Linked DNA regions of Zea mays: regions 2 and 3 are each linked to region 1. Evidence: chromatin contacts called from public Hi-C data. All regions are on one chromosome and are shown on one strand. Each heading gives the region's core, a stretch centred on a gene start, on an enhancer-like site or on the middle of the called end of the contact. The rest is flanking DNA. Distances are from core to core; before and after follow the strand shown.

What was found. Hi-C and Micro-C count contacts between places; a contact is called where the count stands out from the background.
Region 2: a contact with region 1 is called in a Hi-C map of leaf, with 4 times the contacts expected there. The contact joins the promoter of LOC100284971 here to the promoter of LOC100277379 in region 1. A contact is called at or near these places in 10 of 25 Hi-C or Micro-C datasets (ear, endosperm, leaf and 2 more).
Region 3: a Hi-C map of bundle sheath shows a contact between it and region 1, with 2.1 times the contacts expected there. The contact joins the promoter of LOC100279829 here to the promoter of LOC100277379 in region 1. A contact is called at or near these places in 4 of 25 Hi-C or Micro-C datasets (bundle sheath, ear and leaf).

Annotation. Positions count from the first base shown.
Region 1 is chr8:25,172,927-25,176,822 of Zm-B73-REFERENCE-NAM-5.0, forward strand. LOC100277379 reads left to right here and starts at 1,743. Exons shown (of 2, transcript XM_008657550.4): 1 at 1,743-2,394; 2 at 2,510-2,822. The coding sequence starts at 2,282. The coding sequence ends at 2,747. LOC100274451 reads left to right here. Exons shown (of 5, transcript NM_001148810.1): 5 at 46-472.
Region 2 is chr8:25,373,733-25,377,628 of Zm-B73-REFERENCE-NAM-5.0, forward strand. LOC100284971 reads left to right here and starts at 1,793. Exons shown (of 3, transcript NM_001157866.1): 1 at 1,793-2,148; 2 at 2,280-2,921; 3 at 3,338-3,896. The coding sequence starts at 1,911. The coding sequence ends at 3,573.
Region 3 is chr8:24,980,092-24,983,987 of Zm-B73-REFERENCE-NAM-5.0, forward strand. LOC100279829 reads right to left here and starts at 1,734. Exons shown (of 2, transcript NM_001152783.2): 1 at 1,474-1,734; 2 at 1-495. The coding sequence starts at 381. It overlaps LOC103634967, which reads right to left. Exons shown (of 4, transcript XM_020542930.1): 4 at 3,808-3,896.

The DNA of each region.
Region 1 (3,896 bases), core at 493-2,992:
GATCATGAATGATGAATCTGACATGTAGAACTTCCTTCTGTGCAGATATTGATGGGGGCACTGGAAAGGACATAGCAACTTAGTTCAACTAAGGAAGGATTCTAGCGTGAAATTGTCGGGCGGCGACTGTTGTAAATTTTGGTCATATAGGAACTCTAACCCAGTGCCATGCTGTTTGTCGTTTTGTCCACACAAGTGGTTGTCCGATATAGCACATGCTCCGATTTCATTTGTACAACTACCCGCAGTTGTGTAGGGTGCCGTGTTTGCCTAGTCGTCGAGCTGCAAGTTACCTCACATTGGAATTGGATAGGAGGAGACCTGAAACCTGGGGCAGTGAAACAAGTGGCGAGGTGAAGACCAGGAACCTGGCGAGCCTCGCCCTGTTGTAAGATGGTACGATTGCTATAGCCGTGTAATTTTTTTTTGTTGAATCAGTTTTCATTTTTAGTAAAAGGTTTGCATTGCCATTGATCGTCCTCTCTTGTTGCCCCGCCTCTCCTAGTTGAGCTGCTCATGTGTTCTAACTTTGCAACTGCTAGTCCATCTGATCCCTTTACTTTGCGATCGCCCTGAGCTGCTGAGAGTGCAGCAGTACACCTTGCAGTTGCAACGGTGAAGGAGAAGCATCTGACAGTTTGAATGGTGGAGAAGCGTCTGACGGTTTGAATGATGATCCTTATATACATTTGTGCCACCTATTCTCCTATGTTTCAGTTTTACGTTCCACTTCTTCTATATTTCACGTCCTAAAAAAATTTAAGATGATTTTAGATAATACTCTTTGTGCAACTAAATAATACTCTTATCCCATAAAATAAGACGTGCATGTTTTTTTAAAAAAAGTCAACGTAACTTTGACTAACAATTCAACCAAAAATGCATATTTTTTAGTGTATGTATGTTATATACCTGAATTTGTATTAAAAATGCTTTAACATGATGCTCATTGTGTATTTAATGATGGCATATTTTCAAAAAAAAAAATGGTCAAAGTTCTGCTTTAAAGACCATGCAAAAAAATAAAGTATATTATTATTATTACTACTATGGTTATTTGTTATTTGATTTTATATTGTAATATATTAAATATTTGTCGTTGTTTGGTTATAGAAATAACCCTTAGTTCCTGTCGTGTGTTTTCCTCTCTACGCGCATGTAGCAAGTGTTTCCAACGGCTAGCGAAATAAAATATTAGGGTGCGTTTGGTTCAATGTACAAGGAGGGATGGAATGAGGCCGCCACATTTTCTATAGTGTTTGGTTGAGAGTCAAGCGGGGGCGAGGTGAACACTGGAGTGATTTTTGGGAGCGGCGTGATCCCAAAAAATCGAGGAGACGATGTCGCCCCCGATTCATCCTACTTTGACCTCAAACCAAACATATTATTAATAATTTGAACCATGGTCTCTAGCAAGACCTTCCTTTATATAACTCATATTGGTTTGTATAGTAGAGAGAAACTATATATTAAATATGAAAATAGTAGTGATGCACGAGCAACTAACTAGTTGTTGATTGTTTTTGTAAATCCATCCTAGATCAAGTTTTGTCTTATTCTTGATTTTGCCTAGTTTTTTTATTCTTGCAATCGAAAATCGAATTGCAACAAGTATTTTTTTTAAAAAATAAACATGTGTAATAACCTTGGTCCGAAACGAACTTAAAATTCTGAGTCAGGCCTCAGGCAGTCAGGCATCTTGTTGATTGCGAAATCATTGAGGTTGGTTGGACACCTGGACCTGGACGAGAAGAACTCAACGAGAACGTGGGAGGACAAGACAGGAGGAGGCAGCCGGCGGGCGGCGGCGGCCCACGGGCACGGGCGCCACGGCCAAACGCGTGCGCCATCAGTCAAACTCCGCCCACGGACTCCCGTGACGTGGCCGGCGAGTGCGTTGGGGCCTTGGGGGAGCTGGCCAACGGTTCCGTTGTCGCTCCATCGCTGCCGTCCGCCACGCCATCCCCGACGGAAACTGCCCTGCCGCGGCTGCCTCACTGTCTGCCAGACTGCCCACCCGGCCCCGTCTATCCCTTGGAAAGTCAGACGAGAAAGCGTGCTGGGCACCGCAAGGAAAGCGACCACGAAACCGCGCGCCTCCTGCCTCTCCATCTTCTCCATATATACTACCTATCGACCGTGTCCGGCGGGCCGGACCTCTTGTCGTCTTGGTGCGCGCGCTCGGTTTCCCTTCCTTTTTCCCTCGCGCGCGGCCAACCTAGAAAGCGACGGCGGAGCCGGAGAGGGAAGGGGAGGCGGGCCGGCTGGTCAAGGGCGGACGATGTGCTGCGGCGGCGACGGGGAGTGCCGGCCGCTCGGGTGGCTCCTGGGCCTGCCCTTCGCGCTGCTCGCCGTCCTCGTCTCCTTCGTCGGCGCCGTCATCTGGATCATCGGGTGCGTGGTTTCCTTCTTGTTCGATCTTGCTCCCCTTTATTTTCTTCTTCTCCCTTCTCCCGTTAAAGTAAGCAGATTAACTGATAGCTTCAGTCCGTTTGGTCCGTGCATCCAGGCTGCCCATCTCGTTTATGCCCCTGCTGCCTCTGCGTGACGGTGCTGCTGGAGGTGGCCGTGGAGCTCGTCAAGGCGCCGCTCCATGTCATGACCTGGTTTACCTCCAAGATCCCCTGCTAGCTGTCCCCTGCTTTCTGCTGTGCGGATCATACATACATCTTGCTTTAGCCGGAGAGGTTGCTGTACTGTACTGTACTGTTGTTTCGTTTCGTCGTCGCTTGGTCCGTTCGTCCTAGTGCTACTTTGGGTTTCTGCGATTGATTTTTCAGACTAGCTTGTTCTTGAATTGAATGCATGGACTTGTGCTGCCAGCGCCCTGGCTAGCTACGACGATCAGATCAGCCGGCAGCCCGGCACACTGACTTTGGTCACGGCTGCCTTCATGGCGTAGGTTTTTGCGTGTGTTCCGCAGGGAATCCGCATGAAAATCCGTCTGAAATTGCGAGCGGAGCGGTTCCAGAATCCAAACTTGCAAGTTCCGCCTCCGCCTCCGCCGGCTGGGGCGAAGATTCCGCCGAGTGGGCCTGGGGGTCGCTTGGGTAGTTTGGATTTAAGCGACTGCTCCGCACTAGGCCAAAAGGCTCAACTTTCCTTCTCGGCCCATGCCCATTCTAAACCGTACTACCTACTCCGCTCCTAGGAGATTCAGGGTTCAAAACTGTATATCGAACTATAAAGAATTATAGATGTATCTCATATGTGCGTCAAAAAAGAACAACACATACAATTACAAGCACATAGAGATAAATGTCATAAATATCATAAATGTACTTATTACATAGGCGTAAGTCTTACAAAATAAATGATAAATATAAAATAAACTAAATCTTATTTCCCTGGCGCCACAAAGCTGACTGGGAGACGCCACCTAAATTAAGTCGAACTTCTCGCTGGGCGGCTCCTCTTGAACCACATGTTCTTCTCATGTGAGGGGTGTGAGACAGCAATGGTGAGCTTTGTCGGTACCCTGAAACTAGGGTACCCCTTACTACTGTGTAAAGACGCAGTGGCCACACGGCTATCACTTAGTCGCGTGGTAAAGGTGCTATGTGTGGGACTAGGCCATGACTCGCCCCAGTCTCAGGCGACTACTCTGGGTCCACAACAGCGCCCGACTCCACCACATGGGCGGATCCGAAGCCGACACATGTCTACAGAAGGTGATATACTCCAAAGCATCAACAGTAAGTCCGGACTTCCACAGGAGAGCGCCGAACCCCTGGATGTATGGTCCAGACCCCAAAGGTTGGTCCAGGACCTCCACGTGACCACGTGTGCAAGCCGGACCCCTGGAATGGAATCCGAACCCCCCGGTATGGGATCCAGGCCGCCCACAATGGGGTCCCAAGGTCCCAGGACAGAGAATACACGGGTCTTGAACAAGA
Region 2 (3,896 bases), core at 543-3,042, 200 kb after region 1:
ATTTTTACAGGCGGGTAACTGAAGACCGCCAGTGAAAATCGATTTTCACTGGCGGTCGACGTAATAAAACCGCCAGTGAAAATCGATTTTCACTGGCGGTCGACGTAATAAAACCGACAGTGCAAATCGTTTCCAGGAAACATAAAACAGATTTTAAAAATAGCAAAAAATTTTATTTGTATTAGCGCGCTACGCGGTTGTTAGTAATCGAACCGTAGACCTCACCCTCGCGCGTACCCTCCACTACCACTCCGTCTATGACATGCCTTGTGTCTAGTTTGTAGTTGTTTTCTCCACATATTACAATCATTTGAGTGTAAATTGCTTATTTGAGAACCTAAACCAATTCAAATAAAAAACTTGTCAACTACAAAGATAAATAACTTTTGAAGTTCTACAACTTTTATTTTGACACTTTTTTCATCCGAGGTAGTTTACAAAATTTGAATTTTAAATTTGACATACTTAGATTCAATTTTTGAGAACCGAAATGAGTTCAAATAAAAAAGTTGTCAACTACAAAGTTTCATAACTTTTAGAGATCTACAACTTTTATTTTGATGGTTTTGTCATACGAGGTCGTTTGAAAAACTCGAAAAATTAAGGATAAAAATGATTTCTAGTGGCGGTTCCTTAAGAAAACCGCCACTAGAAATAGCACAGTCGGTGGATAACCGGATCCGTCTGTAAAAATATATCGTCTCGTAGGTGTTGACCATTTTTCTACTAGTGCATATCGCATAAAACATATTATACAATTTCTTAAAACCATATTATGTTTTGGTAAAACCGAATGCACTAATAAATAACATGATAATAGTCACTAATATATGATGGTAGAGGGACTATTTTTAAAAAATATATATATAACACAAATACCCTCCTTAGCGAGCACTACTAAAAAAACTACTCCTTCCGTCCACAAATATTGTTCGTTCTTACTTTTTGAGGAGTCATTCATTTTTAACTTTAATCATATTTATATAAAAAATATTAATATTTATAGTACATAATTAGTATCATTAGATAGATCTTTAAATCTATTTTTGTAGTTAAATTATTCGAAGATATAAACGTTGATAATATCTTCTATAAATCTAGTCAAACTCAAGAAAGTTTGACCGACACGAATTCCATAGCAACAAACATTTGTGGAGAGAGGTTTCGTAGTTAATTTATAGCGGATAAAAGATGTTATTATAAAGAAAAATAAAGGGTAACCAATGCAAAACCCAAGTAGCATAGTTAACATATAGAGGGATAAAAAAGTAGATAAACAAAAATTAAGATCCAGCATGGTAGTTAATTTCTAGAGGATAAGATATACTAAAACAAAATTAAGATGTAGCTTGGTTATGTCGTCGTGTACTGGTGAGAAAACAGAAAAAAAATCACCACTTTACGATGCTAACCGAGAAGTTTCGTTCTGAGTTTTTACGATTTGACAAAATTACGATCTTACTTGAAGGTCAGTGGTCAGAGAACGATTTTGACAACCTTTCTTGTACTACAGGCGGTTGTTGAAGTGGCTGGATGCATGGAGCTCAACTACAGGCGGACGTCGTGCTCATGACTGCGTCATGCATGCCAATTAATTAGCCACCACTCCATCGAAAGGACCCGATCAAACTTTAGTCTAGGCCAGTTGCACTCGTCCTCCTCTTCTCGCAGCAGCCAGCAGACCAATCGGGACAAGCAAACTCCCCCGATTAGTTTAAGCAGCCCGGGCCCGGCGACGACCAGCTCCGTTCCGCGCGGGGATTTAAACGCGCGAAGCGAGAAGGCACGCAGCAGGCGGCAGCGGCAAGCAACGAACGCGATCGCGCGCCGACGACGACGCGCGGTGCCGGCGCCTGGTGGTGCCGTGTTGCGGACTCCGCTGCATCGCCTCGGTCGGTCGTCGTCATATCATGGGTGTCCGGCTGCCGGTGGCGTGGTCCGCCGTCCTCGTCCTCCTCGTGCGGGCGGCCGTGGCGCGGGAGTACGCGGCCATCTTCAACTTCGGGGACTCCCTGGTGGACGCCGGCAACCTGGTGGTGGACGGCATCCCGGACTACCTGGCCACGGCGCGCCTGCCCTACGGCATGACCCACTTCGGCTACCCCACCGGCCGCTGCTCCGACGGCCGCCTCGTCGTTGACTTCATCGGTACGCGCGCGCGCGCGCGTGGATACAGATACACATGTTGCATTATTCTATATGCTGTGCTGGCCACTCGATCGATCGGTCTAATAACCGCCGTATTTGCTTGCGTGTCCTCCTCCCCGGCGATCGAGCAGCGCAGGAGCTGGGCGTGCCGCTGCTGCCGCCGTCCAAGGCGAAGAACGCGACGTTCCACCGCGGCGCCAACTTCGCGATCACGGGCGCCACGTCGCTGGACACGCCCTTCTTCGTGGAGCGCGGGCTGGGGAAGACGGTCTGGAACTCGGGGTCCCTGCACACGCAGATCCAGTGGTTCCAGGACATGAAGCCCAAGCTGTGCGGGCAGGAGCAGGAGTGCCGGGACCTGTTCCGGCGGTCGCTGTTCATCGTGGGCGAGTTCGGCGGGAACGACTACAACTCGCCGCTGTTCGCGTTCCGGCCGCTGGCGGAGGCGCACGACATGGTGCCGCACGTGGTGGAGTCCATCGGGCGGGGCGTGGAGCGGCTCATCGCGGAGGGCGCCGCGGAGCTGGTGGTGCCCGGGGTGCTCCCCATCGGCTGCTTCCCCGTCTACCTCTCCATCTTCCGCAGGCAGCCGGCCGGCGGCTACGGCGCCCGCAGCGGCTGCGTCAAGGAGCTCAACACGCTGTCGTGGGTGCACAACGCCGCGCTGCGCCGCAAGGTCGAGGAGCTCCGCGCCAGGCACCCCGGCGTGCGCATCGTGTACGCCGACTACTACACGCCGGCCATCCAGTTCGTCCTCCACGCCGAGAAATACGGTATCTTGTTTATAAGATCACGGAAATTCGTCCGTTCACGCATTCAAAAAAGTATGGGGGACGACGACGTGCGGGAGCGAGTAATAATTGAAGCAGAAGCGGCCGCGGCACGTCGCTGGGCGAATCTGCCTTCCATTCCATCGCTGGCCGCTCAACCGGAACCCAGGGGCGAATCTGCCTTCCATTCCGACGAGAAATCCACGGTCTTACGCGGGCAGGGACGCATTTCTGGGCGAACAAACGAATCAAGCGTGGCGGGGCGGGGTGGTTGGGACGGCTGCGTGTTGGCGCGGTCCCGTGACCTCATCGATCAGCCTAAAATAAAAAGAGAGCGACTTTGAAGCGCGCGGGCCTCTGCTCTGCTCTCGAACTTGCGCTCCATGTTCTGAGAAGATTGTTTCTGCTGTGCGCCGCAGGGATGCTGAAGCAGACGCCGCGGGCGTGCTGCGGCGCGCCGGGCGTGGGCGAGTACAACTTCAACCTGACGTCCAAGTGCGGCGAGCCGGGGGCGTACGCGTGCCCGGACCCCTCCAACCACTGGAGCTGGGACGGCATCCACCTCACGGAGGCCGCCTACGGCCACATCGCCAGGGGCTGGCTCTACGGGCCCTTCGCCGACCCGCCCATCCTCGACGCCAAGCACCTCGGCTAACGTCGTCCATCCACCGTCTTCTCCAACGCCGGCCCCGCCCGCCCAGTACAGACTACTCCTCCGGCTCTGGGCGCCGTCGTATGTGCGTCCTTATTACCGACCTGCAAATTGGATTGGTTGCTTGTAGTAGAAGTGTAGAGAGAGCGAGACAGAGATAGATGACAAACACGAAACGAACCGGAAGGAGGACGATAAGGCGCGCGTGCCGGCCGGTCTTCTACTCCTCTCTGTTCATAGCTGTCCCATATCTATCGTAGTCAAGAAAACTGAGCAGGGAAAGAAACCGGGCGATATTTCTGTTGCATCTTGCTTTGTTTGAGAGT
Region 3 (3,896 bases), core at 484-2,983, 190 kb before region 1:
CTCCTTTGGCTTAATCTGCGGGTTATCCCTGAGTCTTGCCTCGACAGACCTAGCAACCCAACCAACAGTAGCCTGCTGATGATGCAGGTTAAGAACACCCTCACATTTGTGCTCTCCGTGCAAAGTCCGGACAGTGAAAGTTGGAACGCCGGGGCACTTGGCGATGTGCACACGCCAAGGGCAACCTTCTTTTGAGCATTTTGCAATGAAACGGCTACGATCAGATTTCACTACACGGAGTTCATAGTGCAAAGCAATGGCCATGTCCTTGACAGCCCTCCGACATGTGTCAACATCTGCAAACTCTTGACCAATGACAAGGGTCCGCGAACCTGGTATAAGGTTATGCTCTGACTGAACCAAAATCTGGTTGTCTTCCATCAATGAGCAGACCCACTAGGTGAAGAATATCTGTTTCTCTCAACCATAAAAAAACTTTCAAATAACTTGATAGCAACAAATGTGAATTATCTGTTTAGCTGCAGAAATACTGACCTGCACAGCATTAACAAGAGTAAATTGTCCATTAAAGCAACAACAAAAATAGTTTCATTCCAAACAGGGAAATGGTCTTGTGGCTACCGATCATTCGTGCAGGGTACAAACGTTAGATTAGTGTCCTGCCTATTGGTTACTAGTTTAGGCCATCTGCTTTGTGTTGGAGTGTAGAAACTGGATCTATATACTATATAGCAATCCAATGTCCTGTTTCCAGTAGTAACATCGTCAGTTTGCTAATCGATTTGAGGGCAAAGTTTCCTGAAATCAAAAGTTGAGACAAAAGGCCTCCCTCTAGGCTTTGACAGAACCACATCTCCAGGAGACCTAACATGCCTAGAATAAGTGTGACTTAAAAAATTCGTGAAAAGGTGACTTCAATGTAGTTTGAAGTCCTTTAGTAACCTGCATTGTATGCTGGTGAAATCTTTAGCTACACCTGCAGAATGGACTACTCAGATACCCCCCAGATACATATTTACAAAAAAAAAAAAACATCACTGACTAAGTACGGTTAGATTTGCAATGGTGGGCAGTGGACACAATCAGCTTCCTAGTGATTGAAGCCAGCACATCGTTGCTGAAAACACAATGGTCTCCAGTAACAATGGCTTGCTCCTCTCGAAAAACAAAACAAAACAAAAACCAATGGTTTCCTTTTATCTTTGCTGCTGCCTCCCCTTTCTCAACAATAAATTACGAAATGTAATTATGTGTTCAGAAGCTACTTCACTTATTCAGCAACCAAGTTTGTTTTTTAAAATAATAAACAACTATCGAAGTGAAAATCCATAATTTTGGTGCGTGGGGGTTTCAGTTGAACTCGTGTTTTTTGGAGGATACAGAGATAACAGTACCCCCGACCGCAAACAGCCAAACCCTTAACAAAAAATTAGGAATACAAGCCGACTCCCAGGGAAAAAAATCCGGTGCCCTCTTAGACCGATGCAGTCAGGCAAGCTAGGGATTCCTTACCAAGGGAAGCAGAAACCAGTGCCAGCATAGACAGATCTACGTTCCACGCCCGTACAGAAGAGTGCAGAAGGACGAAGGTGGGTAGAGCGCTTCGCTTCGGCGGAAGGAAGCGCGGAGGAGTTCGCGTCCCGGTGAGAGGGGCCGCCGATGGACCAGGTGAGACTAACAAGCCGCGACGGGAGCGGGGGAAGTGGGCAGGCAGCGTCGGTCGATGGCGTCGACGCGCAACCACGACGGGATGGGGAGGGCGAAAGATGGGCGGGTCAGATAGGGCTGGACCTGGTGAGTAGAGATGACAATAGGTACCTAGATTTTTTAGGTATTTATTTCATTAGGACTTAGGAGTAGATGACAGAAGTATATTATTCGTATCATATTTATTTTTATATCGAGTACATATATTATATATTATCAAGTTATGTTGGATGTGATTTGAATGAATATAGATATTTTAATATACAATTTTGACTAAGATACGGATATAAATCGGATACGGATCGGGTACTGAATAATTGAACTCGAATATGGATCAGATCTCATCCCTCTTATACAGATCGAGTTAGAATACAGATGGATAATATTCGTATCATTTACATCCCTAATTCAGAGATGGTTATGAATTAAATACTTTATCCATAGATTTATTTTATTGGCCAAAACATTCACATATATTTATACTACTTTATTAAGAACCTAATGTGGGCAGTACCATAGCTTCAGTCTCCGTGCGGACACTCTGGGCCTACCGGCCCTACCCCACGCGCCCTGCCTTGCCACCGTGCCCTGTGGGCCCCACGCCCAGCGCCCGCGCAACGCTCTCTTAGCTAATGTCCTGTGGACCCCACAGCGCCCGCTCCGTCAGCTATTGCTCCTGTCCAGCACCGACCCCTCCCGCGCAAAAAATAGCTTAGAACGAGCACTCAAACTCATGCACCCTGCTCCATAAATTTGGAGCTAACCACCAAACTACACATATCGTAGTGCTTAAAAATAAACAATAATTATATTTAATAAATATCTCAATACCTATTTATATGATATATAACAACCGTAGCAAAGCACAAGCAACTGACTAGTATATATATATATATATATATATATATATATATATATATACGAGTATTGGAATGTTTCGCCCTCATCCATACTCATGCTAACCCGGCATGAGAGGCATGTAATGCATAGGCTGAGATGCCGACACGTTGGGCTAGGAACGAGCACAACCCGTTACAATGCTAGACACGACCTTGGCTTGGTGCCCGGTCCCCATATAAACTGAGTGTTAGGTCAGGCGTTGGTGGTCTTCTCTGAACCCTAACCATTCTCATTTTTAATATGTCAGCACCGCTCTCTCCCTCAACCGTGTATCAAATTATATCTCTACCTCGACTCCTCCATCTCTAGCGGCAATGCGGGTGGAAACTATCATTATCATAGTCTTGTCACGCTGTTTGGACATCTATGGATATATGTTCACTAGTTCTTGCATCTTCCTTCTATCCTCCTGAGATCTCTAACTCTAACCCTAATCCCCTTTACTCAATCCTAAGCTAGACTATCTAATGCTCCTCGCTAGTGACTCTAGTGATCCAGTTGTGTAGGTAAGTTGGTGCTCTAGCTCAGTCCCCTTTCTTCTTTCTCCATGTCCCCTAGATATAGATTGATGTAACATTGTATTGTTCTTTCGTTATTGGTCTATTGTAGGTCATTTGGTGATGTTGGTTAGTTGGTGTTGCGTTAGCCATTGAGGAGCCAGAGCCGTTGTGAAAGATTTTGTTTGATATGCTTTCTATTATATTTGATATGTTCTTCATATTTTAGATTTAGATTTTAGACTATGTAGATTTAGGTATAGTGTTGTATATCTATTGGTTGAGTTGTTTTTCTCCACGGGCTACCTTGCGGCCCAACCACTATGGGCCACCGTGCCATATTGGCACAATATGATTTTGGACTACTCTTGGCGTGAGTGAGCCAAGGTCACAGCCCTGGGGTGGGCCATACATGGCCCAGTGGTTTTACTATGTTGTGTCTGATCACATTCTGTGTTGTGCTCTATCGTGCCTGTGTCAGATTAGACGACACGTTTTGATATTTATACTTAAACCTTCTTTAGTAGGCCGAAATCCGCTATGATGAGTCTACTGTGGAAACTATTATTGTCCTTAATAGTACAACGGGTGATAAATATTTGACGTGAATTGTCAAAACGTCAAACCATGTTTGGAAGCAATCAAGTTTTTTAAAAAAACATATTTTATCTTTTAGCTAGAAGAGAACACCTTGATTTTTAAGAAAATGAGAATCAAAACTGGTACTCCCTCTGTTCATAAATGTATAATACAAGTGCTTAATTTGTTGGAAAAAAAGTCAACAATATCATATATTTGTGAATGGATGTAGTATGTTTTTAAAAAACAGAA